7 separate regions of the Mus musculus genome follow, and regions 1, 2, 3, 4, 5 and 7 are each linked to region 6. The links are chromatin contacts, called in public HiChIP or PLAC-seq and promoter capture Hi-C maps. All regions are on one chromosome and are shown on one strand. The core of a region is the stretch at or near the end of the contact, and the rest is flanking DNA. Distances in the headings are between cores, read along the strand shown. Region 1 holds the start of Pabpc4 (poly(A) binding protein, cytoplasmic 4). Region 2 holds the start of Hpcal4 (hippocalcin-like 4). Region 3 holds the start of Heyl (hairy/enhancer-of-split related with YRPW motif-like). Region 4 holds the start of Trit1 (tRNA isopentenyltransferase 1). Region 5 holds the start of D830031N03Rik (RIKEN cDNA D830031N03 gene). Region 6 holds the start of Ctps (cytidine 5'-triphosphate synthase). Region 7 holds the start of Mycl (v-myc avian myelocytomatosis viral oncogene lung carcinoma derived).

Region 1 (3,780 bases), core at 402-2,901, 2.7 Mb before region 6:
TGCGCCACCACTGCCCAGCTCCACTTGGTCCCTTTTAATGTGGAGTAGTTTACAGCCCCCGATTGCGTTTCTGGGCTTATTTTGTGGCTTGCCTGCAGCCTCCAGTGCAACCAGGATGGCAGAACATTCCCTGGCAGCCCAACTTGAGGCAGCACAAGTGAGGCAAAACTGCCCAGTACATTCCATGTGACACCTTCCTAGACTTCCTGGGTACACTCCTCTACATCCTTCGAGCTCCATGCAGTTGAGCAAGTCCCCAAAAGAGAGCCTGGTAGAAACAGCTTGACACTAGCAACTCCCCTCAAGGCAACTGGATGAAACTGCTCTCCTTGCTTTCCACTGCCCTAAAGCCATCCCAAGTCAGTCAGTTCAGGTTAGAGCCCCCAGTTTTGCAACCTACACTTTCAGGTGTCATTTCAATGCACTGAGTGCCAGACCCACTTCTACCTGAGTGGGGCTAGACACACTAGAATACCCAAGTCCCTTTATTCGGATCCCGAATTACACAAATCTCCTTGGGTTCCAACCCCTGCTCTACCCCACCCCCACCCAGTAGCCCAAGGTCATCAGGTTAGCAAGTGGTGGGAGACTGAAGCCAGGGTCATGACCACATGCCTGGCTCATTTTGCTTCCACCCAAGGCTTCTCAGGCAACATGCTGTTATGTTCCCCGGTCCTGGCAGTTTGGCCTCCGCCTTCAGGATTCCCAAGGTCCCCAGGAATCTCCCGAATGTGTGCACACCGCTACTACTCACCGTCAGCTGGCTGCTGGAAGTTGACGTAGGCATAACCCAGAGAGCGCCGGGTGATCATATCGCGACAGACCCGGATGGACAGCACAGGCCCCGCAGGGCTAAACTTTTCATACAGCATGGCTTCGGTGACGTCCGAGTGCAAATCGCCCACGTATAAGGAGGCCATGGGGTAGCTGCTGGCTGCAGCGTTCATCTCCCCACCCCCCACGACCCCGAGCCCCGCCAGGAGGACTTCTAACAAGGCCTACTGCAGGACAAAAGGGGCTCCGAGGAGCTATGGCACGCGCCGCAGCGCACAGGTGGCACCAGCGACGCCGGAGAAGGCTGGAGCAGGGAGGCTCCGAGCCGGGACCCGTGTGCGGGACGACTTGCACGGGACTGCAAAAGCCCCAAGACAAAAGGCTCTCAAAAACAATATGGCCCGCTCCTGGAGTTTGTACTCTCCAGCTGTCCTGGCTTGAGGCTTAAAAAATAAAAATTAAAGTAGGAAATCCCCTCGTAAAGGGGGCAAAAAATTTTCAAGAGGCAATCAGATGCTGCGCTCACGGCCGCCTTGGGAACACGCGTTTCGTGATAAATATAGGCCCCGGACTCCCGGCGGTTTACAGTTACAGCAGCCCAGGAAGGGGGAAACCAAATCTTTGCGGGTGCCGGCGAAGGGCAGTGCGGACACGTGGTGCGGCCAGCCGGGGCGCGGGGCTGCCACGCGGCGCAGAGGCGTGCAGGGGCGGGCCGGGCCGAGGGGGATGGCTCACCACCGGACGGACAGACAGACGCTGACGGACAGGCAGGCCGGAAGCTGTGAAAGTCACTTCCCCACGGGCTCCCAGCACAAGTCGCTGTCTGGTTCTTTTTCTTCTTTTTTTCCCTTTTGCTTTTTTTTTTCCTCTTCTTTTCTTTTCTTTTTTTTTTTTTTAAGGTTTTTGAGGCTTTTGTGTTTTTTTTAAGCTTTTTCTTTTTTCTGCTTCAGGCGTGCTGAGCCCAAACGCAACACTGATGGCTGCGACCCGGGGCGGAGAGAGGCGGCTGGAGCCGCCACCGCTCCATTTATACCCTCCCGCCCCGGGCGCTGCTGGTCGAAGGGCGCCTCGAGACCTGGGCGCAGTCGTGCCCGCCCACTCTGCCCCGGGGGCCCAAGGCGGGGCAGTCACACCAGAGTGACCTGGAGCCGCCCGCAAGGTGTCACAGCGTCCCCTTGCGTTTGGAGGACCAGCAGCACGCACCTGTATGATTCTCTTTCTGCAGTGTATGGATTGAGTCATGTCCTCCCCAAGACCCACACGCAGGTATAATGTTTAAAACATCCATGAAATGCCCAAATCTACACAAAGGGATGCTAAAGTACAGCTACTAGGTGGCCCAATACATGGTTGAGCTGAATACGTAAGACATACGAAAGTTTTAAGAACATATAACCTTGAGGTTGGATTTTGGAGGTCATTAGAAATGGTGGTGGTATCTTAGGTGATGAGACTGTTTTTGAAAAGATGAACAAATCTTGCCAAAGCTTTTATAAAACAAAACGTGACTGTCCGCTCCTGTTTTGTTCTGGTGGCACGCCTACAGCTTAGTTTGTGCAAAAGGAGAAGAGGAGAAGAAAGGTGTATTTGGGCTCATGGTTCTTGTATAAGGGAGCTATCTCTAGTGATGTCCTTACAAGGCATCTCGTGGCGACTCATGGCACAACACAAAGAGAATGCATCTGTGCATGTGAAACAATGTTTTTGTTACTATGTAAACGCTAGTTAAGAGTTTACGCTTAGATGATGAAGGGTAATCATTGACTTTTTACCCAAATGAAGGTTTCACTGACCATTTGAAGATCATGTTATCTCATGAGACTAAATATGTGGAGTTATAGCAGTATTTCCTTACTCCATAAGTGCCAGGGACCATTTTTTTTTCTATCCTTATATTCACTCAAACCAGAAATTAGCAAAAGCTAGACAGATACTCGTCTACTGGTTGAAGCAAACAATTGAGGAAATATAAGTATTTAATCAATCAATTCATTCCAATAAATGGCTAATCAGAGCTCCCCCCCCAGCAGATGCCATGGTTGCCATGGTTACCATGGTATACAAGTAAGAGTCCCTCCTTACCTCTGAGAATAATTTCTGGTGACTATATTAAATAAAGAAGCCTTGCTAGGTGTAGTGACTCACACCTTTAGTCTCAGCACTTGGGAGACCGATCCCCCCTGAGTATTTGTGACCAACCAAATGGATATTGCAAGTTCCAAGCCAGCCAGGGCTACATAGTGAGACCGGTCTTTTAAAAAAAAAAAAAAAAAAGCCGGGCGTGGTGGCGCACGCCTTTAGTCCCAGCACTCGGGAGGTAGAGGCAGGTGGATTTCTGAGCTCCAGGACAGCCAGGGCTATACAGAGAAACTCTGTCTCGAAAAACCAAAAAAAAAAAAAAAAAAAAAAAAGCCAAAAAACAACAACAACAACAAAACAAACAAAAACAAAAAACCAAAAAACCCCAAAAACCAAAAAAAAAAAGCTGGAAAGTGGTGGTACACACCTTTAATCTCAGCATTTGGGAGGCGGAAGCAGGAGGATTTTAACAATTTTGAAGTCAGCCACAGCTGGGTGGGTGGTGGCTTGTGCCTTTAATCCCAGCACTTGGAAGTCAAAGGCAGGTGGATCTTTGAGGTTGAGGCCAGCCTAGTCTACAGCCAGGGCTACACAGAGAAACCCTGTCTTGAAAAGCCAAAAAAAAAAAAAAAAAGATTTGGGCTTTATGGCTTTATTCCTAAGATATATTTTTCTGCAAATATTCCATAATCTAAAAAAGGGAGGATTCCAAACACTCTAGTCTCAGGCATTTTGCCTGTTTCTTCATTTAGTGTCTGTCTTTCCCTATACACAAGCCTTATGAGAACAAGACCTTTAAATGACGTCTAACATGGCACAGACTAAATGCTCAATACCTGTCTGTTGAATAAGCACATGAATTCAAGGCATAGATAAGCAAACGCCACATGCTTTTACGCTCATGACGGTCTAGTTCAGAATTTCCTG
Region 2 (3,881 bases), core at 1,019-3,518, 2.6 Mb before region 6:
AAACCTGTGGGCACAGGCAGACCTTGTGAGGCTATGGTGTGGAACCCTCACCCATGCACTGTCTTCTGACACTGATCTAATGATCTAGGACTCCAGGGGAGAGTCTCCAGGTCTTTCTGCCCCTAAGCAAGCTTTCCCCCTTCCAATGGGACTTAGACAATTTCTGAGCATCTTGGATAGGGGGAAAGGTTCCTGATTCTTATTGTTTCTAAGTCTGTCTTCTGGAAGTTTTTCTCCTGTGCCTGCTGCACCTGAGCATCCCGCAGAAGCTTGGAGGCAGAGCCTAGGCTATAGTCACGCTCAGTGAATGTCACTTAGATTATGAGAGAAGAGCAACATGCCCTTCCTCTTGGTACTATGTCACACTGTTTTGTTTGTCTGTGATCTCCTATCAAGCCTACTTCAAAGACAATAGAACTCAGAGTCAGGGAAGAGAAAGGTTCACCCAAGGTCAACTGGAGCCCATCAGCTACAAAGCAAAGACCAGCGCCTATGTGGGTGCGTGCTCTGTTGAAGTCGTACCTTCTGGAGGGCTATGCTTCACTTGAGGAGGTACTCCTTGCTTCAAAAATCTCTGCCCCCTCCTCTGTGCTCAGAGGCTTCTTCTAGGGGGTCCGGGGTTAGGGGGTTCAAGTGGAGAGATGACAGTAAAAAGTAGGAGGGACTGAAGGAGGCAATAATCCCACACCCTCGCCTAGCTTCAGAGAAGCTGGTGCTGAAGCGGTTGCCATGGTGACAACAGCTCCCTGGTCAGGAGATTTTTCTCTTTCCCTCTCCTCCCTTTGCTCTTCCACAAGCAGCAGCAATGGCAGTAACAACCAGGTCTTGTTCCTCCCCTTCATAATAAAAGGCAAAAGTGACTCATACAAGGTGAGCTGTGTTGACCACCTATAATTTGGAGCTTTCATGCCAGGGTGGCCTGGTGGTCTGGAAAGGCCCCTAAGAGAATGAGGCTGTAGGATATGTAGGAGGGAGTAGCCTGAACCTTGGCCTGAGTGAAAAGGATGTCCCTACAGTGATGGATGGGGCCTCTCAGGTCTCCTCTGAGAAATATCCTAATGGTTTGAACAGGGCTTTGTTCTCCTGTAATCAGCTGTGGAACCAGAATATGTCAGACCTGGAAGGCTACTCAAGACCATCTCATCGAACCCTCCTCTGTCCTGCTCTTTGCCTATCTCATGAAGAATCTGAGAGGGAAAAGCCTTGGCTAAAGTCAAGCAGAGATCGAGGCGAAGGCAAGGCTTGCACTCTTCTGCTTTCTCATTCAGACATAGGGAAAGGAGAAAATGAGCCCACATGGACTCATCTTTGGCTTCATCTCTGCAAACAACAGGAAGCCGAGAGAGGGAGCAACAGGCACAAAAGGAACAGAGAAGACCGGGTTACAGAGAGAGGACCTGGTGCGTTCCTGTGTGAGGGATGATGAGGTTTAAAGGCTAGAGCTATGGGGTGGTCTTCTGGGAGGAGCAACCCTGGTTTATGCTCCAAGCAAGATAAAGGAAGAAGAGTGTGGAACCCCTGTCTAGTTGGGAGGCTACTAGAAGGGAGATGGTGAATGGGTCTGGAGTAGGAGCCTCAGGGGTCTTCATCCTTTCCTTAGGTATGCTGTGAGCTGTCAGCATAAGGGGCAGAGAGAGTGTAGTCAGAGAATGAATTTGCTATCGAGGTCTTTTGGGGAACAAGACCCTGAGATGGGAATGACAGTGAACTATTGGTGTCGGTGTGGGCTACCTCCAAGTAGAGGTTTCCATGAGGCTTGGTTCTAGAGGCAAGAGAACACAGGGTGACTGAAACCTCTCTTCTAGCACCAGTGACACCACACACCCCCAAGTAAGAGTGTGTGTGTGTGTGTGTGTGTGTGTGCGCGCGCGTGCGCGTGTGTTTGCACTGGAGCCAGAGGAATGGTTGTTCTTACCTGAGCTGGGGGTAAGGAGGCAGCTGTACCTCCTTCTTGAACTGGAGACCCGGCTTGAAGTGAAAGTTCCTGGCCCAAGGCGGGCTTCCCAGATGGCTGTCCACCTATGACAGACCCAGGGTCAGAAAGATGGATCTGAGCAGATGAGGATGGGAGTGGAAGGCGGAGGAGGAGGGGCTCAGGGCCTCCGCCCCGCGAGGTTGCTTCTAGGGCCCGGCCCCACCCTCATTACCTGAGGCCGCTCGCCGAGTCGCTAGATGGCTCCGAGCTTGGGCGGCCGCGGGGACAAGGCTGGCTATCAGGCGGACGACAGGCTCTGTAGGGTCCGCGTCGGAGCCGCCTCCCCAGTTCTTGTATCACTATTTGCTTCTCGAAGGCGACACGATTTGCATAAGACCCGCCTCCTCTCAGCAACTTTGGACATCGATTGGTTCGGCTGGCACCGAGTGACAGGCAGGGTTTCAGGTGGGGATGGGGTGGCCTGTGAGTCTAGGCTACCACAAGAGCGCGCCCCGCCCGTCCGCCCGCGCTGACCTTCCCGGAGTCGCCAGGATTGTAGAGGGCTGTACCCCCATCTGTTCCTCAACCCTGAGGCTCAGAGCCTGGGTCACAGTTTGGAGCGAAAAGTACCGATGATTAAAGTGGATTCGCAAAAAACAACCGCACCGTTGCTATGGGAACAGAAGAACCACAGTTGAATTTCTAAGCCTTCTCTTCCTGGGCCCCAGCGGGGGTGGGGGTAAGATAGGGGGTGATTCATAAGATGCGACCCCGTCTCTTGTCCTGCCCGTACCTGGAGGGGATCAATGAGGAGCTGCGGAGTGGCAAGGTGGAAAAGGGGAGATGGGGTGGTCAAGAACTCGCGGCTTTGCACCAGTGCCCCTCCACACCCACTCCTCTCCCGCCGTTTAGCAGAGGGGAGGGTGGGTGCGGCACGAGCTGGGTGGATGTGGAAGTATCCTCTACCTAGACACACGAGGGCGTGGGCTCCCTCCAGCCACCCCCACAACTCTAAGTCAGATCTCTTGTCAGGCTCTATCCTTACTTCTCGAGGACCCCTAAAAAGACTTGTTGGTTCTCCTCCAGAAGGAGCCTTTACAGTACGCCAAGCATTGCTCCATTCCCCACCCTCCCGCATTCCCGTCGCTTAGATGGAGCCGGTTCCCAGCCGCCGCCAGTCTCCGGCCTCGGATGTTGACACAAACCAGAGGCGGTTTACACTGAACGGGTCTGGAAGGTTTCAGGGAGGCGAAAACACCTCCTTTCCGCACTTGGGGGTCTCGTCACAGCCCGCTCAGTCGCCACGGATGTACTGGTGTCTGAGAGCTCACAACCCAAGGTGGTGGGAAAGAGCTCTAACGCCAAACTCAGGGCGAAAGGGGAGCAGAGATCCCTGGGCTGGGCCACGTGCGGAGGAGGGACTTCAAGGGATCTACCAAAAGTGGGGGCGGGACGCGTGGGGGATTGGTTAAATGGGATTGCAGATGCAGAAGAGGCCGGATTTCTGTCCAGGCAGCAAATGGTGGAGATGAGCGCTGTTTGGGGGACTAAGGACAGGCAAAGAACCGGTTTTTGGAGATTTGGTCTTAGAAACTCCCAAACAAAGCACAGCCAGGGGAAACCAGTAGGACCCGCGTCTTCCTTATGAGAGCTATCCATTTCCTCTTAAGCCAGTTGCGCTGTCCCGTTCTAGCAGCTGGATATGCCTTCTCTCTGGGGTTGCAGCATACGGTTGGGAGCTCCGTGTTCGAGTCAAAGAGGAGATACATCCATGGCATCTTTGGTTGGTGACTCATGAAGTTCCTTAAAAGCCTTAAGTCCTTCTCGGGTACCTTCCGTGCTTTAAACCCTCAAGTGGTAAGCAAGAGTGCTTGGTTACAGTTAACTATAACCCAACGTGCAGGGAAGTGAGGAGAATATGGGTTGCTGGAAGTGATACCTGAACACCTAAAATGGAGTCTGGTTG
Region 3 (3,918 bases), core at 476-2,975, 2.7 Mb before region 6:
GTGTTAGGATTAAAGGCATATGTCCCCATGCCTAGCTGTAGCCTCTTAAAAAAAAGTTAGATGTGTGGTGGTGGTACGAGCCTTAATCCCAGCAGTTGAGAGGCAGAGACAAGTGGATCTCTGAGTTCGTGGTCAGCTCAGCCTACAGAGTGAATTCCAGGACAGCCAAGTTACACAGAGAAACCATTGAGGAAAAACCTAGACAAACTAAAACAGTCATTCTATGTATGTGTGCACGTGCCGGGGCATGTACAGGGTGGTCAGAGACAAATAAGGTTTAGTAGAGCAAGAGAGACACCTGCTCCAGAGGCCGGTTCCTTTTCTTTCCATTCGCATCCTCTTCTCTATGTGGAAACAGGCCTAGGCAGGGGAACCGAAGGCTCAGAACTGCATGGTGACAGGGCACTTGGGTAGCATGCACCAGGATCTGGATCCAATCCCTAGCAGTGGATGAAGAAAAAGGAAGAAGGAAGAAGAGGAGGGGGAGGAAGAATGGAAAGAAGAAAGGGAAGGAAAGGAAAAGCTCTAAGGTGAGTTGGTGGCGGTTGTGGGCTGGGTGGCAAGGCCTGGAGACTTAGAGCCTGACACCACTAAGCACTCACCATGAACTACTGCTAAGGCCTTGACATTCTTCCGTTTGATGTCTACACCCGCTATGAAGCTAGCTTCATCATGTATACCCATTTTATAGACCAGAAAACTGAAGCTTATGGAGTCACCGAGCTGATAGGTAGCAAGGATTGTACAAGTTCAGTTTGTTCCACAGGTTAGAAGTTAGATTATTTAACAAAAAAGAAACTGCATTGGCGGCTTGGTGGTTTGGTGGAAGGGGTGCTGAAGATTGGAGTCTAGGCTTTTGCAAGTTGGCTATTATTTCCCTCAGTACCTAAACACAAATCCCAGTATGCTCAAAGCGAAAAGGACACAGCCCCCAGTCCTTTTGTGTACTATGTGAAAACTGTTCCCAAAGAAGAGTGAAATTGGAAAAGTACAGAAGTCTTCATAGTAGACAAACTATGGGCAATGGAATGCGGTATCTACATCTATGAAGGTTTCCTAGGTCTGCAGGAAAACTTCTCAGGGGCGTCCCTGGGGGTAGCCAAACGACAGAATATCCTCCAGCTGAACTGTCCTCCCATCCCAGCTCCCTGAACCATAGTTGGTTCAGGGTGTTATGGTTCAGGGTACTCAGGAATCTGCCGCATTGGTGCTATGGACGCACTGGAGTCGCTGCACACGCCCCCGCATCTTGGCTGACACCTGAGGGCTGCGCACAAACTTGAGTGTGCTGGACTTTCTCACCCCCGGACGGCCCTCGCTCCACCCTGTCTTACCTAAGATCGTTCTCTTGACCCACATCGATGGGTCCATCAGACTCGCCGTCGGAGCCACTGGGCGCCCTGGGCCGCTTCATGCCGAAAGCTGGCTGCGGGGTCCCAGCCCTGCGATCCCTGGAGTTGGTTGTTGGGCCCCGCCTCAGCCCCGCCCCGGCCCGGGAGCCGACGCCGCCCTTTCCCAGGGCCCTTTCCTGCACCGCAGCCCGGGGCGCCCCGGCGCCCCCTCGCCCCCGCGGTGACGCGCCACCGAACCGTGGGAAGGCCCCGGGCGGTCACCGCCCCCATCGGCCGCTGGGAGGTCCGGCTCCGCTCCACCGGCGCTGCCTGGGCTGGCGCTCTGGGTGGCCTTGGGCAGGTGCCCTGGGAGGCCCCACGGGGAAGCCCAGAGAATCCGGATCTGTCCCTAGTTCTGTGCGACAGACTTCGCTTTGCAGTGCCTCAGCTTTTTATAAGGGTCAGACCTGTACCTTCCTGCTCCAGGGCATGCAGGGAGGGCAGATAGGTTTGGAAAGGTTACTGGGGGTGCCTGTGACCCCTTGGAAGTAATTCTTCAGTCACTCCTTCTATAGGGGACCAAAGTTTGTGGTGTGTGTGTGTGTGTGTGTGTGTATTGGGGAAGCTACGTGCACTGTGGGATGCTCAGAACTTCGAAGTCCTTTGGTGAACCCCCAAAGGGGTGGCTGCTGCTTGCCAGCTGAGAAGGCTGGAGGAGGGGAGACAGGGTCATAGAACCCAAAGTGGCATTGAACTTGATGTGTAGCAGAAGATGACCTTGAACTACTGATCCCTGACCCTCCTGCCTCTGCATCCCAAGTGCTGACTTTACAGTGGCCAAGATCTTTGAGCTTCTGACTTGTGGGAGGGAGCACAGGAATGGAGAAGGTAGGTAGGGTGTGGTGGTTGGTGGGGTATCCCTGGGAGTCACCCCAGTTCATTTAATGACAGCTGTCCTGGCAGGCACCAGGGAGAGGAAGAGAGGAAAGGAGCCTTCGGCTTCTCTTTCTGGGGGAGCCTGTCTGACCACAGACAACTATTTAGTCAGTGAGAGTTCCTGTCCTTGTGCCTAGAGATTCAGCTGCCATCCTCCCAGGTCATCGTACGCAGAGAAGTGCAGAGGGAAGCTGAGGGAGGAGAGCAAACTTCTTGCAGGGGCGGCAGGGAGATGGTGGAGGTGGGTGTGGTGGGCAGGGCACCAGAGGAGTCCTCTCCCTTTGTTCTGCTCACTGGGACAGGCACAAAAGAAAGCCAGCTTTTGGTGTAGGGAAGTGGGGTTGGTCACCTGAAGCTGACTACACACACTTTCACCATAGTCAGCTCTGCTTGCAGATACTTCCTGATGGGAAAGAACAGGCCTCTTGCCACTCAGACCCACACGTAACCACTTGGCCAAGCACAGAAACTTATCATGCTCATAGATGACCAGATAGGACTGGCATGAACGGTCGCCATCAGGAAACTCTGCTGGCCACCGCAGCCGCAAGCACCAATTCTCCTGTTCCAAATGCCCTCAGCACTCACATAATTTCTGTGGGCACCTGCCAAAACAGTGAGAACCTCAACCAGTGTGAAGAGTGCCCAATGTGTGCACTAGGCATTTCCTAGAAAGGCAGATACTTGTTTGCTCTATGTGATTGGCTGAGAGAGAAAGGGCTGGCAGATTTGCAGGGGAAGGTAAGGGCTCTGAGGTAGGCATGTTCTCGAGAGACGTCCCAGGTCCTCAAAATACACTGCACAGTTAAATAGGGACTATGGGGTTCGGCAAAGAGATTTAAGTTTGGAAGTCATTAGGTAATGGACGGCCTTTAAAGCTTTGGGAGAGGGCAAATGGATGGAGAGGCGGCGGAGCCTGTTAGTTACTGTTTGGTGAGTGCTTCTCACAGCAGCTGGAAAGGTACCTAAGCCAGTGGTTCTCAGCCTTCTTAGTGCTGTGACCCTTTAATACAAAGCTTCATGCTGTGGTGACCCCCAACCATAAAATTATTTTCATTGCTACTTCATAACTATAATTTTGCTACTGTTATGAATCATAATGTAAATATCTGTGTTTTCTTTTATGGTCTTAGGCAACCCTTGTGAGAAGGTTGTTCAATCCCCAAAGGGTCTCAGCCCACAGGTTGAGAACTGTTATTCTAAGTGTTCTGTAAATTTTAATTCATTTAACCCTCAATTGGCCAAGCGAAAGGAGATGGGTAGTTAGAGCAACTCCGGCAGAAGAAGAAGGAGAGCTGGAATTCCACAAGGCAGTTTGATTTCAGAGGCAAATAACTTGGCTTTATTATCTTATAGAGCTCTCAGACATTAGGCCATGCACTCTAGCTCTAAGCCTAGTGCTATGCTGTCAGTTCAGTGGCCTTCACACACACGCCTAAAGAAATTGAAACCTAATTGGCTTGAATTTCTGATTGCAACACAACAGAATTTTAAAAAATTACATCTATTTATTTATTTAGTGTGTGTTTCAACTCAGGTTTGGTGGAAAGCACCTTTATGTGTGAGCCATCTCTTTAAAATACATATATTTTAATTCAAATTCAATTTAATTAAAATTCATATATATGTATATATATATCCACAAAAATTT
Region 4 (3,930 bases), core at 1,175-3,674, 2.4 Mb before region 6:
TGGCCCAGTGGTTAAGAGCACTGGCTGCTCTTTCAGAGGATCCAGGTTCAATTCCCAGCACCCATGTGGTGGCTCACAGCTATCTCTAACTTCAGTTCCAGGGGATCTGACTCCCTCTTCTAGCTTCCACAGTCACTGCATGCTTGTGGTGTGCCGATATACATGCAGGCACAACATTCATACACATAAAAGTCGAAAGGAAGGGAGGGAGGGAGGGAGGGAGGGAGGGAGGGAGGGAGGGAAGGAGGAACTGAGTATGAAAACGAATGCTTCATGCTGTCTTCTGAACATGACATGGACTCGGTGGACCTGCATCAGATCAGTGCAGTCGAAATTCTGTTGCGGATGGAGGAGAAAGCCTGAGGCTCCAACCCTAGCTGAGGTGAGATCAGCAGCTTCTGGCTGCTGGGGGAGGGGAGTGACGGGTTGTGGCCACCCTCACGCAGGCAGTGCTACTCGGACTCAGTAGATGGGAATGTGGGAGGTCGGTGCTGGGAGAAGCAGATTCTGTCCTTCTCAAAACAGATTGGGATTCTCAGAAACAGACAAAATGGTGAGCTGCACCTAAGTAGTGACACCCAAGGTTGTCCTCTTGCCTCAGCTTCCAAAAAGAGTGAAGATCACAGCGTATGACACTTTGCCCAATTTTAAGCTCTTCTTTTATAATTCATACTGACCTATTTGTTTTTCAATTTGTATTTGTGTGTGTGTGTGTACATACAGACATGTATGTAGAGGCCAGAGAGGTCAGGGTCAGGGTCTCCCCAGCCTAGGCACTTCTTTAGAGACTTTCCATGACATTCATTGATTTCTCCCTTCTCAAGAATTCTACCAAATTTAATAGTCTATCACGAAATCCAGCACTTGTAGTCTCTTCTGATCTTCTGAACCCGCCCACCTGAAAATGCTCTATAAGTAGCTCTGTTCACTTATTAGCTCTGTCTTACTCTATGTTTAGCCAGACTAACATTCCCCAATATAAGGAGTTTGGTCTAATGTACATATACACACACACACACAGTCACCATAGTTTTCACTGTTAACATATTTTTTAAACACTTGTAATAAGTGCTTCACATATATTTCATTTAATGATCACAAGGTTGTTTTTTATATTCTTCCTATTTTAGCAAAGGAACAAAGGTATCTTTGTTCATGTAGCAAAAAGTTGGGGGAAAAAAAATCTGGCTGAGATTCAGTTCAAGCTAAACTCTTTATCTCCCTAAGCTGGCACAAAGCAGGCTGCAAACAACTATTTGTTACATTACCTTACCTTTTAGTATAAGCTGATGATCTTATCATGGAAAAATAAATTATGAGGGTAGAAACAATGTCAGGAGCCTTATGAGGTAAAGTGGGGCAAAGAATTAATTACTAATTTTAGGTTACTAACCATGAGTTCTGCGACTGGTTGTATATGTTCGACACCTTTGAACATGCCTAACAGCTGTTGTAATTCTTCTCACATTCACCCAAAATGTCACCTACTCTCTAGCTCAAATGCTCCTACATCCCCGAAAGTCCTCTCGCAAAGAGGACAAAAGGATTAAAAAACAAAAACAAATAAACAAAAAAGCCCTCAGGTTCAGCCAATATTTACCACAATGTCTGACCTTCGAGCTGGCCTCCCTCTCTCCACTGTAACACTCCAATGTCTCACTTATTAAATACTTTAGCCTTGTGATTGTGGGGCAAATGACATTTCCTCCACTTTACAAATATAATATTCAAGTAAAGGGCACTGTTGATCTGAAGTCACGAAGCCAGTGGCTGCCTCTGACTGCTCTAGTGCCCAAGAAGACACTCACAGGTGGCATCTGACTTACCTTGGGCTAGAATTAGAATTATGGCAAAATTTGGGAATAATTAACTTACTGAAATTCACCGGATGTCAACCTTAAACGTTCCACTATCTCTCCTCCATTTATTTGCAATGTGCCACGCACAAGGTCACTTCACCTCCCCAGCCCCCAACATTTTTATCCATAAATGAAACTGTTGGTACTATCTACGAAAGAGTAATGGCCTGAGAAGTTACTTAGCGATCACAGGACACAATGGACACTGTCTGCCATTGGAATGGGTACCTAGCAGGTGTGGGTTCCTTTCATCTGGATCCCCATACGCCTCGAGGTTCACCCACTACAGCCACGCGACAGGGTGTCCCCTAGTCCAGAGGCCCGCACGCGACCTCCAGGGTTCCCAGGCCCCCGGGCCAAGCACGCTGCCATACCTGCATGGAGTCGGCGCTGACGATCTCGCCGCCGAGCCGCTGGCCTAACTGCAGAGCCAGGGTGGACTTGCCAGTCCCAGTAGCCCCGAGAATCACTACAAGTGGCAGTGTTCGCCGCAGGCCTCGGAATCCAGAGCTCACAGGAACTGCTCGTGCAGCAGCCGCAGCCGCCATCTTGAAGGCATCTGAGCATGCGCCGAAGCAGCTGTCCCCATGGCAACAGTCAGTGCGCCGGCGCGGATCTCCGGCTCAGAACGCGGGGAGGGTGGAAAGGAGGAAACTGTGGGACAAAGGTACCAAGCTTAGGAGGCCCATGACGTAACTGCCTTCGACTAGCTGAGATTAGCCCACCGACTTGCTTTCTCAAAGGAGAGATGGCAGCCCATCTAAAATATTTCTGTCTACATTGCGTCCAGGCACCCAATTCTTTTTCCTCATAGCATTAATTCAAGAATAAAACTGTATAACTGGCCTCTGGTTTATTGTCTGAGTTCTACCACAGGCTGTTAATTTCACAAAGACAAGAAGCACATTCTGACTAGTTCATTGCTGAGTCTCCTGTGCCTAGCACAGGCACCCACCAATGATTAAATGGACAGAGAAACGACTTGCCTACCTTAGCGTTGGATTTAATAAGCTCAGAGAGTGTCCGATTCTCAGTCATTCTTCAAAATCAGATCTGTCCAATTCTCAGTCAAGAGCATGGCTCTAATGTTTGAATTCCACACTCATTTAGACACAATCAGAAAGCAGGACAAAGCTCTGCGTTGGCATAAAGCAGTCAAGAGATAGGCTTAAAAGCAAAAGAACAAGCAAGTGAATGACAACCCAAAAATTAGAAGAGGAAGCAGAAGAAAATCAAAGGGTAAAGCAGATACAAGTGAGGGAAAGAAAAATCAGAATCAAGGATGGCCAGACTTCAAGATTCCACACACCACTTTGAGAAATGGCTTTAAGAATCCAGAGAGATGGTTTAACATGTAAAGTTGCTGGCAGCCAGATCTGATGACCTGAGTTCAATCTCCAGGATCCGCATGTGGAAGGAGAGAGCTGATGCTGACCTCTGTACACACACACACACACACACACACACACACACACACACACACACCACACACACTGAAGTTTAAAATTAAGAAAGAATGGTTATGGAACCCGATGAACCTAGATTCAAATTCCAGCTCTCAGACTTATCAGCTGAGAGCTGATTAATTCTCATCAGAATTAATTCCATTAGCAGCATTTTTTTTTCTCTTTGTCTGAAGACTGAACCCAGGCCCCCCCTGGGTGCTGAATATACACTCTAGCACTGAGCTGAGCACACTTCAGACCCTTACTTCACCTCTTAACCTCAGCAATTTTATCTTTCCATTCTTCCAAGGATTGCCATAAGGAAAAGGTGAAATAATGTCTGGAAAGTGCTTGCTTCAAATGCACTGGCACATAACAACCACCATTTGTTAAACAGTTTGTGTTATTATAATTGTACAATCCCATCTGCCTCCCTAAATAAGTAAGAGCAAAAGCCTAAGGGCAGAGAATCTTTCAATAACGTGTAAAGATGCTTAAATACCCCTTCTGCTAACCTCTAGCTAGTTGGGCAGTTTAAGGGGTCTGAGGATGCAGGTTTAGTGGTAGAGCATTTGCTTAGTCAGCATGAGGCTCTGGGTTCAGTCAGCACTTGGGATGGGGGCGGG
Region 5 (3,911 bases), core at 1,136-3,635, 2.8 Mb before region 6:
TTAGACTGTTCCATTTATTTATCTGACATTGATGAGAAGAGTAAACCAAGGTGGATAAGTGTGGGAAGGGGTTAATTAGGAAAAGATTGACCTGATTGGCACCTGACTTGGTGAGGAAACAGGAAAAGAATTTTTGTCTGTGAAGGTTGTGATTCCATATCAAGACCATTCTTTATAATAGAATAACCACCCACCCTTAACTCCAGAGCTGGAATTCCTCAGATTCTTCTAACCAGAGGGGCCCTGGCGTGCTAAAGAGTCTGTTATGATATCTGAACACGTGGTGAATGTATTTGGCCAGGAAGACTTGCAAGTGAAATAAATCCTCTATGGGGTTTTCCAGTTGCATTGAATAATTACAACAAACTTAAAATCTGAAGTCCATGAATTGTGAAGTATCCAGTCTGTAAGTTGATTTGTTCTTAGGATCACAGTGTGTCAGGGGTTGAAGGGACTTTAAAACACGCCCTGAATAAACTTCAAGATTTCTTAATCTGTTTCCTGAGATTGCTATGCCATGTGGTTGCTTGAATTTCTGCTCACATTCCTTTGGGATCAGGAAAAGTCACCCTTTTAGGGAACACCTTATTCTTTGAATAGCAGTGAGAAAACTGATGGTTTGAAATCTGCCCTTGGATCTTGGTGTGCCAGTTTAAGGAGAGATTCAGCACAAATTTCCTTCCTCCCACATCCCAGCTCCTCAGATTCTTAATGTTGATCATATCCCCTGAAATTTGCTCTCCATCAAGTATTCTTGATTCTTTTCACTCTGGGTTCGTAGAAAAATGTTCTAGTGTCTTGCACTATTGCACCAGGAAGCCACAGGATTCTGGATAGCTTTCTGAAGTTTTAACTTTAAAGACTAGGGTATCTAGAATAAGATGATACAATGTTTAAGTATTCTCTCCTGTTTACAGATGGAAAGTCTTTGTATTTGAGTGGGTAGAATTGATCAGCTTCTTTAGGAGTGAGAAATGAAGTATAAAACATTTTGCCAAGCAAAGTTGTCTTTTACTTGACTAATCTGATCATGGGCTTCAGCCTGTACCTCATTTTTGCCAAGGAGTTTCTGGCTCCTCAAGTAAGTTTAAGGCTTAGCTCCAAGCTTCACTGCCAAATCTCCACACACCAGTGACTCGTTTTATTTACTGTTTGTGTGAAGAGTAGAAATAACTTTCTCATAAGTTTTATCATCTATATTAACTACTTGGGCCAACAGGACTTTGTACATTTTAACTGACCTTTTTCATCCTCATGAAATCCGAGGGACCATCATAAAGGGAGTCAAGTATTACACCTCAAAGAGATGCAAGCTACCTCTGGCAGGCAGTCTTCTGGGTTGCTTTGTACTTTTCTTAACAATTACAGGGTCTCTAGATAGCTTTCCTAAAATCCAGAACGTAGTTTGCAGGATTGTGTAACACATTTCTCTAATATTTTCATTCTTGAGACTTGAAATATGAACTCATGCTTTTCATCTAGCCCTTCAGAGGCTCAGATTTCCTTGGACGTGCACAGCGGTTATAGCCAATCCAGGTGTTGGTCATGGGCTGTTCCTGCTAGAGTCTCCACTGCCCTGCAACCCGCACCCCATTTTCCGGTCATTAAGACCGCTGAAGTCTGAGCAGAGAAATCCAGGTGGCGAAATGGGCCAAGATCTGACATACTTGAGAAGGGAAACTGTGCCTAGAGTTTATCCAATAACTTGGTTCCTGAGTCTAACTTAATTCCTTGGCATGCCAAGAAAAGACTGTGTTTAAGGCTAGCCTGTTCTTTGGTCAGCGCCAGAGGTGACATTGGAAAAATACAGGGATAGTCGTTGGCGGCAAAGCTGGAGCCTAGGATAGTGCAGACCGCCCACCCCAGCCCGTACGTCTCTACCGGCAGATGGGGCCCCCGAGTGGCCCTAGCCACTACCGGCTGGTAGTGGGGGCGGCGGGGGCGCCCCTTCTGGGTTCGCCCTTGGGCTGGGCTCCCATCCCGCCGGTTGGAAAGAAGCGGGGGCGGAGGGGCCGGGCCAGCGTTGTGAGGGCGGGGCTTTCCTTTGTCAGGGGATTTGCCCGGCATGACCAGGACTGCCCCTCTCCTCTCACCCTCGCAGGCGGGGACACTATTACTCCCGTGGGTGAGGAGGGAGTGAGCTAGAGGGGGTGCGGGATGAGCTGGAGTCCCTCGCCCCAACCCCGGGAAGCCCCTCCCTCGCCGCCTTGGCCTCCAATCCTTGCCTCCGCCCCCTCCCCTCCCGGCGGGGCTCCCTATAGGCCCCGCCCCCGTCCTCCTCCCTAGCAGTCGGCGCCGCGCGCTCCCGGGCTTCCAAGGGGGCTGCCCGGGCGGGGCAGCGGCTGTGGCGGGGCTAGAAGGGGGAGGAGATCCGCCCGCCACCCGAGCACTTCCAGCCAGCGGCGTGTGAGCGGGCCGCGCGGCGTGAGAGAGGCGGGCTCGCCCCCCTCGTGCGGCCGGAGCGGAGCCTTTTGTTCCCGGCCAGAAGTTTGCATGCCGGGACCGTGACAGCTGCGGGCGGGGAGGACGGCTGCAGGGCCGGCGGCGTGGTGGAGAAAAGAGGCGACTGCTTGTCATGCAGCCCACGACGCGGCGGCTGGGGGCCGGGGACCTGCAGTGGCCGGGGAGGCGGCGCCCACAGGACACGGGACTTACTGCTGCCGGAGGGACAAACTAACTTCCTGAGCGCTAGACCCAAGGCCGGCCCGCCGGGAGCCACCTGCAAGGTTGCGGTGAGGCGACCCTGGCCCTCCGGGGCGCGAGGCATGGCGCGGGTTTGCGGGCGGTGCTAAGTGAGTCCAGACTGCCTCTTGGCCGCTGCCGCAGCCTGCCCGCCTTCTGAAAGGCCCAGCGTGGGCCTCCACTCGCCTTGTTTTGCGGCCACGATACAGTGTTGGCTTGGAAGCCACAACAATGCCATGATGTTTTGGAGACAGGAAGCCCCAAGCTGGCCCCGAATGAAGGACTTCCTGTGTTTAAAGTTGCAGGAATATCCGCTGACCAGCCCTGTTCAAATGCAAACACCCAACTAGAGAGGACGAATGGCTAATTCAGACCAGCTGGACTCTTTAGGGCTGAACACAGGATAAAATGAAAGGAATTCTTAGGAGCTTGGACCATACTTGAAGGCTAGAGAGGGTGTGCCATTGTTATAAAGGACATAGTTGGTATACATTTTCTGCTTCCAACTCAGCTTTGGTGCGAATCGAGTGAAACTAGATATTGAATAAGACTTGTCAATATCAAACGATTTTTTTGCTGACTGAATTTGAAAGGGCTTTAGAAAAGTAAAACCAGAAGCCATACAAGTATTTGTTTTATGTTTATTGATTAAATAATATCATTTGTCTTTCTGCAGTTATGAGGCTGCTAGCCTGTGAGGGAAAACCTGTTTGTCTTATTAGAGTTTCTCCCAAAATGGTTTCAAATTGGGAACTTCCAGATCTTTCTGAAAGGCAGATGCAATTGGTGGTTTGGAGTATAAACATGTAAGAGGACTTACAATTCATGTAGAATGTATTTTGAGAGAACCCGTGGCGGGGAAAAAAAACTTTTGAAAGATTGATGGTTCATCTTTATTGAAAAAGTATGGGTAAGCCACTTAGCAGGCCAGACTGTTTAAGGCGGAACCCTACCTGCCTGGGTAAAGGGGAAGATGAGGATGGCTATATAGAAGATTGCTATGTTCCACAGCGGTCTATATACGATACAATGAGGATAAATGAACAGATTGACCAGGGGTCAAAACTTAATCAGACGTCAAAAAGCACCATGGAGAAGATGGAAGGAAGTACCATATCCAGCAATGGTACATTAGGAGCATCATCTAATGTTTTTGAAGCTAGAGGACCAGAAGGCAAGAAGCTGGATGAGAGGATAATATTTGATGCATTAAAGCTAAGCAGTGATGT
Region 6 (4,302 bases), core at 330-2,829:
ACTCGTACAAGGAAAAGGGTGGAAAACAAAACCCAGAGATAGTCAGTGCCAACATTTTCCTCGAGTTTTGCTGAAAAGTGACAGACTGGGAGGTGAAGCAGAGATGGCTGTAGACAAACAAGGGCCCTGGGCAAACATGGGAGAACCATGTAACACTCTGCACTGGGGTAGTAGAAGGAGAAAACTGGTGATGTGGAGGGGAGACATCCCAGGCATCGGTGAGTTGTATGGCACCTGAAGCAGTGAGAAGAGGGGGGCTGCCCTCTCCACTGCAGCCACTTGTCTGAAGTACCAAGATGAAAGACCATGCTGCTCGCACACATGAAAGCAGGCTGGTAGACAGAAGTTCTCTTGTTGGCTTGCATTTTCTTGGTGAAATGGAAAGCAAGACCATCAAAGAGAATATGGGAGAGTGGAGGGGAGTGAAGGGGTCCCCCAGAAGAGCGACTGGGGGAGGAGTTCAGTTTTGTACCTCTTATGGAAGCTTCTTGGAGCAGAGCAGTTTGGGTATTTGGGCAGACTCAGAGCATGCTGTTGGTTGGGATCTGAAAGAATCCGGAAGTCTCCGAGAGAAGCCCCTGTAGAATTCTCCTAAGTGGTTTCTTGGAATTCTACTTGTTTGAGTCATTTTCCTGAAAAAAACCAGTATGGTCATGGGAGGCATACCTTTTCTTTAACTCTTTCAGCAAAGACAGAAGAAAAAAAAAAGCAATAAATTACTCCTAATGGAAGGAAACAAGCCTCCTGGATGGAGTTCAAGGTACAAGGTACTTCCTAAGGAAACCTTTGTGTAGTTTTTGCAGGGTGGAGGGTATTAAAAACTCACATGGGTTTATGTAGTATTCAAAAGACAAAATCATCACCTTGGGTGCTGTAAATCTTTTGCCTACAACGCTCTGCATAGAGCTGCCCTTCCAACCTCTCCAGCCTGCACTGTTCACTCTGCAAGGCTCTTCTGGACCTCGCCTGGAATGTGCACACAGACTTTTTCTTCTGCCTCATTTTCTATTCCTCCCTCCCTTCCTTGCCAGTAAACGTTTCTGCTACGTGTTCAGAACCCGCTGTACACTAACTCCCCAAGTCCCAATCGTCTGTGAAAATCCCCATGACTTGTTAGAAGTGGGCTCGTTTGCCTCTCTACATTTAGTGCCGGATGGAAGTAGGCTCGCGACAGTTGTTCTAATGCAGGCACCGTCAGGGTGCGTTGTGTGGAAAGGCAGCTGGCTAGGACGTGAAGCCAAGCGGCCCGGCCTAAGAGGGAGACAAGCAGGCACCGGGAGAAGGCGGCGGTGCGGGGCGAGAGCACGAGATGATTTGGCCCGCAGCCTGAGGGAAGGCGGATGGGAGGTGAGAGTGTCCACCGGCTATTGCGGGACCAGGCAAAGGCCCTCAGGGTTCCGGTTAGATGCGAGTCACCAGCATCCTCTAGACCTCGGGCGAGGAAGCCCACAGAACCCACAACTCCCGAGACCCACCCGCAGTAGCCACTCAACAAGCTGCGGCGAGACGTCCCGCGCATGCGCGCCCTAGCCCCACCCTCCCCTGGGCCCGCCTCTCCCCGCCCTCTGCGTGCGCACCGCCTAGAGCCCGCCTCTCAGAAAGACGGCTGGCGCATGCGGCCCGGCCGAGCACTGGCTGCCCGAGGCTCACCACGCGCGCGCCGGCCTTGCTGTGGCTGACACGAGACTCCGAAGCCGGCCTCAGGTAGGCAGACTTCAGGGATCCCGGTGGAACGGCTCCCGGGTGCAAGAGCCTGTGGCGCCGACAGAGCCCGGCGCGGACGGCCACGCCGCCGGGGCGATAAACGTCTCTTCTCACCAATCAGGGGAGAGCTGGCCCGGCGTTCTGCCCAATGGGCTGCATCTCTAACGGGAGTGGGGCGGGCAGTCCCGGAACGCGAGCTGCCGGCTCCCGCGCGCGGGCCGCGTGGCCCGGCTAAGGAAAGGGGCCGAGTCCGGCGACGCGGGCAGCCGGGCTTGGTGAGGTAGAGAGCGCGGTGTGCCGCCGCGGAGGGGTCTCCCAGAGCCCCAGCCTGTGATGGGGCCCGACTGGCGGCCTTGAGCTCCTCCCGGCGCTGCCCGGCGCGCGGGAGGAAGGGGCTTGTAGGTTCGCTGGGCCTCACGGCCCAGGCTACCCAGCTGCTGTCTCTCTTTCCAGCCCAGCGCGAAGATGCTGGCGTTCTTGAGGCCACTACGTCAGCGTGGCTGCCTTACGTCCACACTCATTATTTTAAATCCTCAGCAGCCGGGTGACGCGGGTGGGTGCTGCTGTGGTTCTCGTCCCACTTTTTACGGCGGTGCGAACCCGGGCATCAGGCACTTCGGGGCTAGATTTAGATTTCAGCACATCTGCGGTGGATCCTGAGCCTGATTTTCACCAACTTCATTTTTTTTTTTTTTTAACAAAAGCTTTCACATTTTTCATTCGTGAATTTATCTGGTGCCCCTTGCTCTATATTATAGCTCCTGTACTTGAAAAACCTTTTGTGTCTTGTCATCTTCAGAAAAAAAAGTGCAGCGTGGACATTCAACTTTGCCCATGGACTGGCCCCTGGCCATCCCTTTGCCCTAATCTTTTTTTCTTGGTGCATCCTGTGGGCTCACCTGCTTGTTCATGCTTTGCCTGATTCCTAGCTCATTTCAGTCAGTCAGCCTTACGGGCCCATTACAAGGCAGGTTTTCAAAAGGAGCTCCTGGATCCTCCCTCAGTCCAGGTCATCTCTCCCGGAGATACTTAAGTTGGACCCACATTTGACTTAAGTTTGTGGTACCCCCAGCATGTGAGTAGCTCTCCCATAATAGGTAGTTTGTAAACGTTAGGGAATGGGTCCTCTCCAACTGGCTCTTTGTGGCTTTTGGAATATTTTTTTGCCAGTCACTCTGGGAGACTGCCAGAATCTTAGTGTCTGTCTGTCTGTCTGTCTGTCTGTCTGAGTCTCAATCTCTCTCTCTCTCAGAAACACACACGCACATACACACAGAGAGATCTGAATAAAGTTGGGACAAGATGAGGTGATCCCGTGACAACCTGTTCTGAACTGAGGAATCTGTAGGAACATCAGAAATTGACTCAGTGAGTCTAGGCTGTAGTCTTAGTAAGAAATGCCAGGATGCCAGGTTTGGACTTATCTAAAATACTAAAATATAGCCAAGTTTGATAAATGCATTAATAAGAAGGAACCATATAATTATGAGGTGATACAGTTTTTCTCTCAAGGATATTGTCTACCCTTTTGGGGTTCACAGTCTGCATAAGCATACTAAACACTCCTGAAGGTCTTGGGTTAAAGACTAGTCATCATTTCTTTTGATTTTTTTTTTTTTTCTGCCCATAAAGTCACCTTCCCCTCTTTTGAGATAGGAATTCCATATGTATGTAGATCAGGTGTCTTTGAACTTGGGGCAACCCTCCTTTCTCTTTCCAAGTGCCCCTTTCTTTACAGGCATGGAGTACCTTATCCTGTCAAAACCTTTCTGGGAAACCCAGTTGTATTTTGTAGAAGTACACTTTTGAAACGACTGCGCAGAGGGTAGAAAGAGCAGGATAACATTCCTTACTGTGTAAGGGGAAAGGTATTTCAAGCATTATGCTTTCCTTGCCAAGTTTGTTCATTCTCGTTCCTGGGAGGAGTGGAGCTGGGAAATGCGTCCTGCAGAATTCCCCTTTCTTTGTTCCTTAGCTTATTTTTGTTTTAATTTGGCTTCACACAGGGTTTTTAGAGGGGGGAAGTGTCTTCTCTGTGCTAAAGCAAGCATTTCTTGATGCTTGGTGGCGGCATTTTCTCTTTTTGGTCACATTTGGCTTTGCTGACCAATTGGTGGCCTCTGAAGCTGGGGACTGGTGATAAATCTTTTGACATGTCACTATGTCATTGCGTATTGATGCTGTTTTCACTTGACATTTAACTCTGCTGGTCTTGTATCCACTCTACTTGTCTCACATGTTTCTTTTACTCCCTGCCACTACATTATTACCCTATGGGTTTATGAGTTTAATGTTATCTTCCCTATTCAGTGTGTGCTTCTGACTGGGTTATTTCACAAGTTCCATTTCCTGCAGCCTGTATCATTTCTGTAGGGCATACCTGTGAGAGATTGCTGCCAAGAAGCAACTTAAAGTACAGATGAGAACTGCATGTAATTGAAGGAACTAGAGGGTTTTTAAGACTTCTTTTAAAGGCTCAACAGTTCTTTTCTGTTGGTCAGTCTTCCAGAACTTTGTTTTCTCTGTGTGATAGCAAATTTTCAAGGAGAATTTGAATGCTTATTCAAGATTGTGATTTCCCCCACCCTCCCATACCAG
Region 7 (4,292 bases), core at 216-2,715, 2.4 Mb before region 6:
AGGCAGCAACAAAAAAGCTTCAAGCTTGGAGTGACTCTTAAGGGAACCCTTTCAACCTCCCAAGGACAGAAATCCCCTACAGTCCAACCCGAGTATTGTCCTCTCTAAGCGCCAACCCTCACCAAGTCGCCCTGGTCCCCTGGGGCTCCAATCACCATCAGAGGGACGCTGGCTCCCTCCCCACTTCTCCAAACTGTTTACCAACACACCCACGTGCCAGACAGACACAGCTGGGGGCTACACCGACAGCTTCAGTCAGAAAATGGGGAGGTGATGGGAAGGTTTAAGATCTAATGCCTGATTTCAAACAGCGGTAGATAGAGCTCTGGCCACCCAAGGGGTGCCTCCCTCTTAGCTAGCCCCCGGGTGGTCCTTACCAGAATCGCTGGGGCTCTCGGACCCGGAGCAGGCCTGAGTCTTGGGCTCGCCCAGCTGACATTGGGTGGCGGGCGCCGGGTTACTGGCTTCCAGACTAGGAGTGCCGTCCGGGGTAGCGGGCGCTTTGGGCGGGTTCCCCCGGGGCGCGCCTGGGGCCAGCCTGTCGCTCACCACTCTCTCCAGCCGTTCTCGGGCGGAGAAGCCGCTCCACATGCAGTCACGGCGAATGATGGAAGCATAATTCCTGCCCCAGGCTTTCGAATGGCCCCGAGATTCCGCCTCGTCCCCGGCACCCCCTCCAGGCCACGGCTCCCCGGGATTAATCCCAGAGGCTGGGTCCACGGCGCCGGGACCGGAGCCCCAGGGCGGCGACGTGGGGGGCGACGGCACCAGCTCGAATTTCTTCCAGATGTCCTCGCTGGGCGCCGTGGAGCGGTAGAAATCCTCTCCGCAGTCATAGTCGTAGAAATAGTGCTGATACGAGTCGAAGTCCATGTCCGCTCCCTGCGGGAGGGAAGGGGGAGACGAGCTGACTGCGGTGCCCGCCGAGGGAAGAGGCGGCTCCGAGTCCCTCGCTGCAGCTGGCTGCGGGGCTCTGGTCTCTCCCCAGGCCCACCAGCTTGCAGCCCGCGCCCTGGTCCCTGCTCCTGGGAAGCCTGGCCTGGGGTCAGCTCGCTCAGGGCAGCTCGCAACGGGCCGACCAGGCTGAGGGGAGCGAGTTCAAAGCAAACTTTGCCAGCACCGCCCGGAGCTCAGCTCCGGGGGCACAGCAGGGCCGGGCGGGGGCGCGCTGTCTCGAAGGCAGTCTGCAGCCTTGCAGCCCGCCAGTCCCCTGGGGACCCCTGCCCGGGCCACCCGCAGCCTCACCTCGCTCCCGCCGCCCGCCACCTGGAGCGGAGCGGCTCCCCGCCGGCTCGGGGAAGCCCGGCAGCCCGCACACACACACATGCGCGCCACCGAGCGCGCGGCCCCGCACTCACGAGCGCGCCCCCCGTGCGCGCGCCCCCCGCCTCGCTCGCACACGGCAGCCAGGACGCTCCCGGGATCGACGCGGGAGCGCGATCTGCAGGCGCATTGTTTCCCGACTGCTTTATATCTCGTCGCGTGCCCGGGGCTTGGGGACCAGGAGGGGGGGTGGTCCCTAGGAGACAAGCCCCTCCCCCTCCCGCCCCTCTCTCCGCTGGCGACAGGTGGGGCCGGCCCCACCTCCTGGCTGAACTGGTCGTTTCTATTCTATCCCTTGAAGCTCCCTAATAAATTGTACGCTGGGGAGCGCAGAGCAGAAGAGCTGATGCAGCCCCGCAGTCTCCTGGTGGAGGCGTGACTGTTCGAGAGGCTCCCGCGGTCCAAGCGACTTAACTAAAGCGGCGCTCCGCGCCTACTCAGAGCCAAGGACTAGAGCTGCTCCCTGCCCCACCCTGCTAGTCTACTTCCCGGGGCGCGCCCCACCAGGTTCAGGTGCGTCCCACCCATGACAGAGGAGGTGGTGGTGGTGATGGTGGGGCACACACTGCACCTCCACCGCGCCACCTGGTGGCCCTCGGCCCTGAACCCAGGCTTCTTCAACCCATTGCTTCAGTAACCATTAGCCCATTCTTTAGCTCAGTGGCTTAAACCTTGAATAGCAGTGAAGATTCCGAGCTAGAAAGCCTGCAGTATATATAATCCCTCGGAGCCCCAATTTTACTTGTGAAATGAAGGAATGGTAATGACTTCACAGGATCGCCGGGCTGAATTTGTTTACTAAAAAGATAGAGCACCTTAGGAAAGGACATGAGAGAATTCGAACAACAGCAGCTTTATCCCTGGGGAGGGTAGTGAGACCTCTGTCATCCCCCAGGTCATAGCTGACACTTGACCCTTCCTTCACAGCCCTGCCTCCCAGAATTCATCCTCCACACAAAACTCTCCTAACGGCTGTTTTAGAGATAGGAGTGTAGGGGTGTGGAAACTTCATTCAGGCCCCTGTTTTGTGCTTCCTAGCTGTGGGATCAAAGTGTTTGAAGTTTTGCATGACATCCCTGGCCGAGACGATGGAGATATATATATATTTCCTTTGTGTTATCATAAACAGGCTACCTTCTGAGAAAGGAAAAGACTAACTAATTTAGGTCCAAGGAAGGTAACTTAGGATAGCAGCCAATTCATCTAGAATCCTACACCTGGCATCAAGGTCTGGTGTCTGGTTGTCTGCCATCCTTCTCTTCCTCCTACTCTTTTTGTCTAACTACTCAGAACTACAGGCTGTTGCCATCCTAACAGACTGAAGCCAGAAGGATAAACACGTCCCGTTGTTTTGGGCCAGGGAGGTGTGAGATGACCCACGAGTTGGGTGAGAAGACAGGGGGTGTGTGTGACTCTCCATTTTCCATTTGTTGTGTCTAAGGTGTGTGTAGGACATCCTTGAAAGCAGGAATTGGCTCGCTTTGTAGTCCCTGCACCTAGAATGACTTCTGGCAATATTTACGCACTGGCTTCCTGAGTGACCTAGCCAACCAGATTTTATTGAGACGGCCTGTATGCCCTGCTCTGTGCTGTACTGGGAGGCCCAGAAAAGGCTCCTGATTTGGTTGCAGCCTTGGTGCAGAGGGATTAGACTCCCTTTCAGGGTCTTGTTGTCAGGCATGCAGATGTCTGTGGTGGTTGCTGCACTTTCCGGGGTCTTGGTCACAATAACAGAAACCAATGTAAGCAGGAAAATAACTTTTAAGGGAGATATTGTTGCATAGAATTCACAGGAGGCTTGGAATCTATATTTGGAAAATAGGCCTACCTGAGTTGTTCATTTTGTTCTTTTTTTTTTTTTTTTGAAACAGATTCTCACTCTGTTGCCCAGACTGACCTCACTAAGGCCAGGTATGATGGCTCATGCCTGTATTCCCAATACAATCTTCTTCTTCTTCTCCTTCTTCTTCTTCTTTTTAAAGATTTATTTATTATTATATATGAGTACACTGTAGCTGTCTTCAGACACACCAGAAGAGGGTATCAGATCTCATTGCAGATGGTTGTGAGCCACCATGTGGTTGCTGGGATTTGAACTCGGGACCTTTGGAAGAGCAGTCAGTGCTCTTAACCGCTGAGCCATCTCTCCAGCCCCAATACAACCTTCTAATGCTATAATACAAGGGTGTTCCAATTCCCCACTGGAGACCATCTAGACTATTCCCTGATTAAATATTCTAATGTAGTAAGGACACAATGGCATACACCTGTAATTGTAGCTACTTGGGATGCAAACTACAGGAGGATCATTTGAGCACTGGCCAACTTGTTGCAACCCCGTCTCAAGACTAAAATGACGGCAGGGCAGTGGTGGCACACGCCTTTAATCCCAGCACTCGGGAGGCAGAGGCAGGCAGATTTCTGAGTTCGAGGCCAGCCTGGTCTACAGAGTGAGTTCCAGGACAGCCAGGGCTACACAGATCACCCCTGTCTTGAAAAACAAAACCAAACAAAGCAAAAACCCAACAAAAACAAACAAACAAACCCAAAAAACCAAAACCAAAAACCAAACAACCCCCTCCCCCAGAAGCCAAAAATAAAACCAAACCAAACCAAACAAAAAGACTAAAACGATTTTTCTTCAGGGGTGGAAATTGAACCTAGAGTCTGATATAGGCTTGGGCAAAGGCTCTACCCCTGAGCCATATCCCCAGACCAAAAGTATTAATATAACTAAGAAAGTATTGGCATTAGGCCAAAGGTGTGGGCCTCAGAGAAAGGCAGAAATTATGGAGAGCTGCCATGGTAATCACCAGCAGTGAACACTATCAAGATCTCGCTGGGTGCAAAAAGCTGATCCGGAGACAGGGAAGATGGAGGCATCATTCCTTGAAGCCAGCCAGTTCATCCCCCACCTTACCTACACTGGCTCGCTCAGCAGTTCTCTGAAAGCCGTTTTGCATCCCATG

What was found. Promoter capture Hi-C pulls out the DNA fragments that hold promoters and counts their contacts. HiChIP or PLAC-seq counts read pairs in DNA pulled down with a chosen protein or histone mark.
Region 1: a contact with region 6 is called in a promoter capture Hi-C map of pre-B cells, with 8 times the contacts expected there. The contact joins the promoter of Pabpc4 here to the promoter of Ctps in region 6. A contact is called at or near these places in 5 of 39 promoter capture datasets (cranial neural crest, frontonasal cranial neural crest, hippocampal neurons and 2 more), 1 of 484 Hi-C or Micro-C datasets (embryonic stem cells) and 1 of 115 datasets of contacts at active chromatin or transcription factors (embryonic stem cells).
Region 2: an H3K4me3 HiChIP or PLAC-seq map of embryonic stem cells shows a contact between it and region 6, with 5 read pairs. The contact joins the promoter of Hpcal4 here to the promoter of Ctps in region 6. A contact is called at or near these places in 5 of 39 promoter capture datasets (cranial neural crest, hippocampal neurons, liver and 2 more) and 2 of 115 datasets of contacts at active chromatin or transcription factors (embryonic stem cells and stem cell-derived neural progenitor cells).
Region 3: a promoter capture Hi-C map of pre-B cells shows a contact between it and region 6. The contact joins the promoter of Heyl here to the promoter of Ctps in region 6. A contact is called at or near these places in 4 of 39 promoter capture datasets (cranial neural crest, hippocampal neurons, liver and 1 more).
Region 4: a contact with region 6 is called in a promoter capture Hi-C map of pre-B cells, with 3 times the contacts expected there. The contact joins the promoter of Trit1 here to the promoter of Ctps in region 6. A contact is called at or near these places in 6 of 39 promoter capture datasets (cranial neural crest, hippocampal neurons, liver and 3 more) and 3 of 115 datasets of contacts at active chromatin or transcription factors (astrocytes, embryonic forebrain and embryonic stem cells).
Region 5: a promoter capture Hi-C map of pre-B cells shows a contact between it and region 6, with 6 times the contacts expected there. The contact joins the promoter of D830031N03Rik here to the promoter of Ctps in region 6. A contact is called at or near these places in 3 of 39 promoter capture datasets (cranial neural crest, hippocampal neurons and pre-B cells).
Region 7: an H3K27ac HiChIP or PLAC-seq map of embryonic stem cells shows a contact between it and region 6, with 6 times the contacts expected there. The contact joins the promoter of Mycl here to the promoter of Ctps in region 6. A contact is called at or near these places in 3 of 39 promoter capture datasets (cranial neural crest, hippocampal neurons and liver) and 2 of 115 datasets of contacts at active chromatin or transcription factors (embryonic forebrain and embryonic stem cells).

Annotation. Positions count from the first base shown.
Region 1 is chr4:123,280,782-123,284,561 of GRCm38.p6, reverse strand. It overlaps Pabpc4 (poly(A) binding protein, cytoplasmic 4), which reads right to left and starts at 1,651. Exons shown (of 15, transcript NM_130881.3): 1 at 755-1,651. The coding sequence starts at 947.
Region 2 is chr4:123,181,891-123,185,771 of GRCm38.p6, reverse strand. Hpcal4 (hippocalcin-like 4) reads right to left here and starts at 2,268. Exons shown (of 5, transcript NM_174998.4): 1 at 2,148-2,268; 2 at 1,916-2,019.
Region 3 is chr4:123,231,363-123,235,280 of GRCm38.p6, reverse strand. It overlaps Heyl (hairy/enhancer-of-split related with YRPW motif-like), which reads right to left and starts at 1,725. Exons shown (of 5, transcript NM_013905.3): 1 at 1,335-1,725. The coding sequence starts at 1,414.
Region 4 is chr4:123,015,087-123,019,016 of GRCm38.p6, reverse strand. It overlaps Trit1 (tRNA isopentenyltransferase 1), which reads right to left and starts at 2,424. Exons shown (of 11, transcript NM_025873.3): 1 at 2,234-2,424. The coding sequence starts at 2,407.
Region 5 is chr4:123,410,385-123,414,295 of GRCm38.p6, reverse strand. D830031N03Rik (RIKEN cDNA D830031N03 gene) reads left to right here and starts at 2,385. Exons shown (of 1, transcript NM_001167918.1): 1 at 2,385-3,911. The coding sequence starts at 3,589. The region is part of intron 57 of Macf1 (microtubule-actin crosslinking factor 1); the gene reads left to right.
Region 6 is chr4:120,567,553-120,571,854 of GRCm38.p6, reverse strand. Ctps (cytidine 5'-triphosphate synthase) reads left to right here and starts at 1,579. Exons shown (of 19, transcript NM_016748.2): 1 at 1,579-1,704.
Region 7 is chr4:122,993,104-122,997,395 of GRCm38.p6, reverse strand. Mycl (v-myc avian myelocytomatosis viral oncogene lung carcinoma derived) reads right to left here and starts at 1,465. Exons shown (of 3, transcript NM_001303121.1): 1 at 1,246-1,465; 2 at 378-882. The coding sequence starts at 1,326.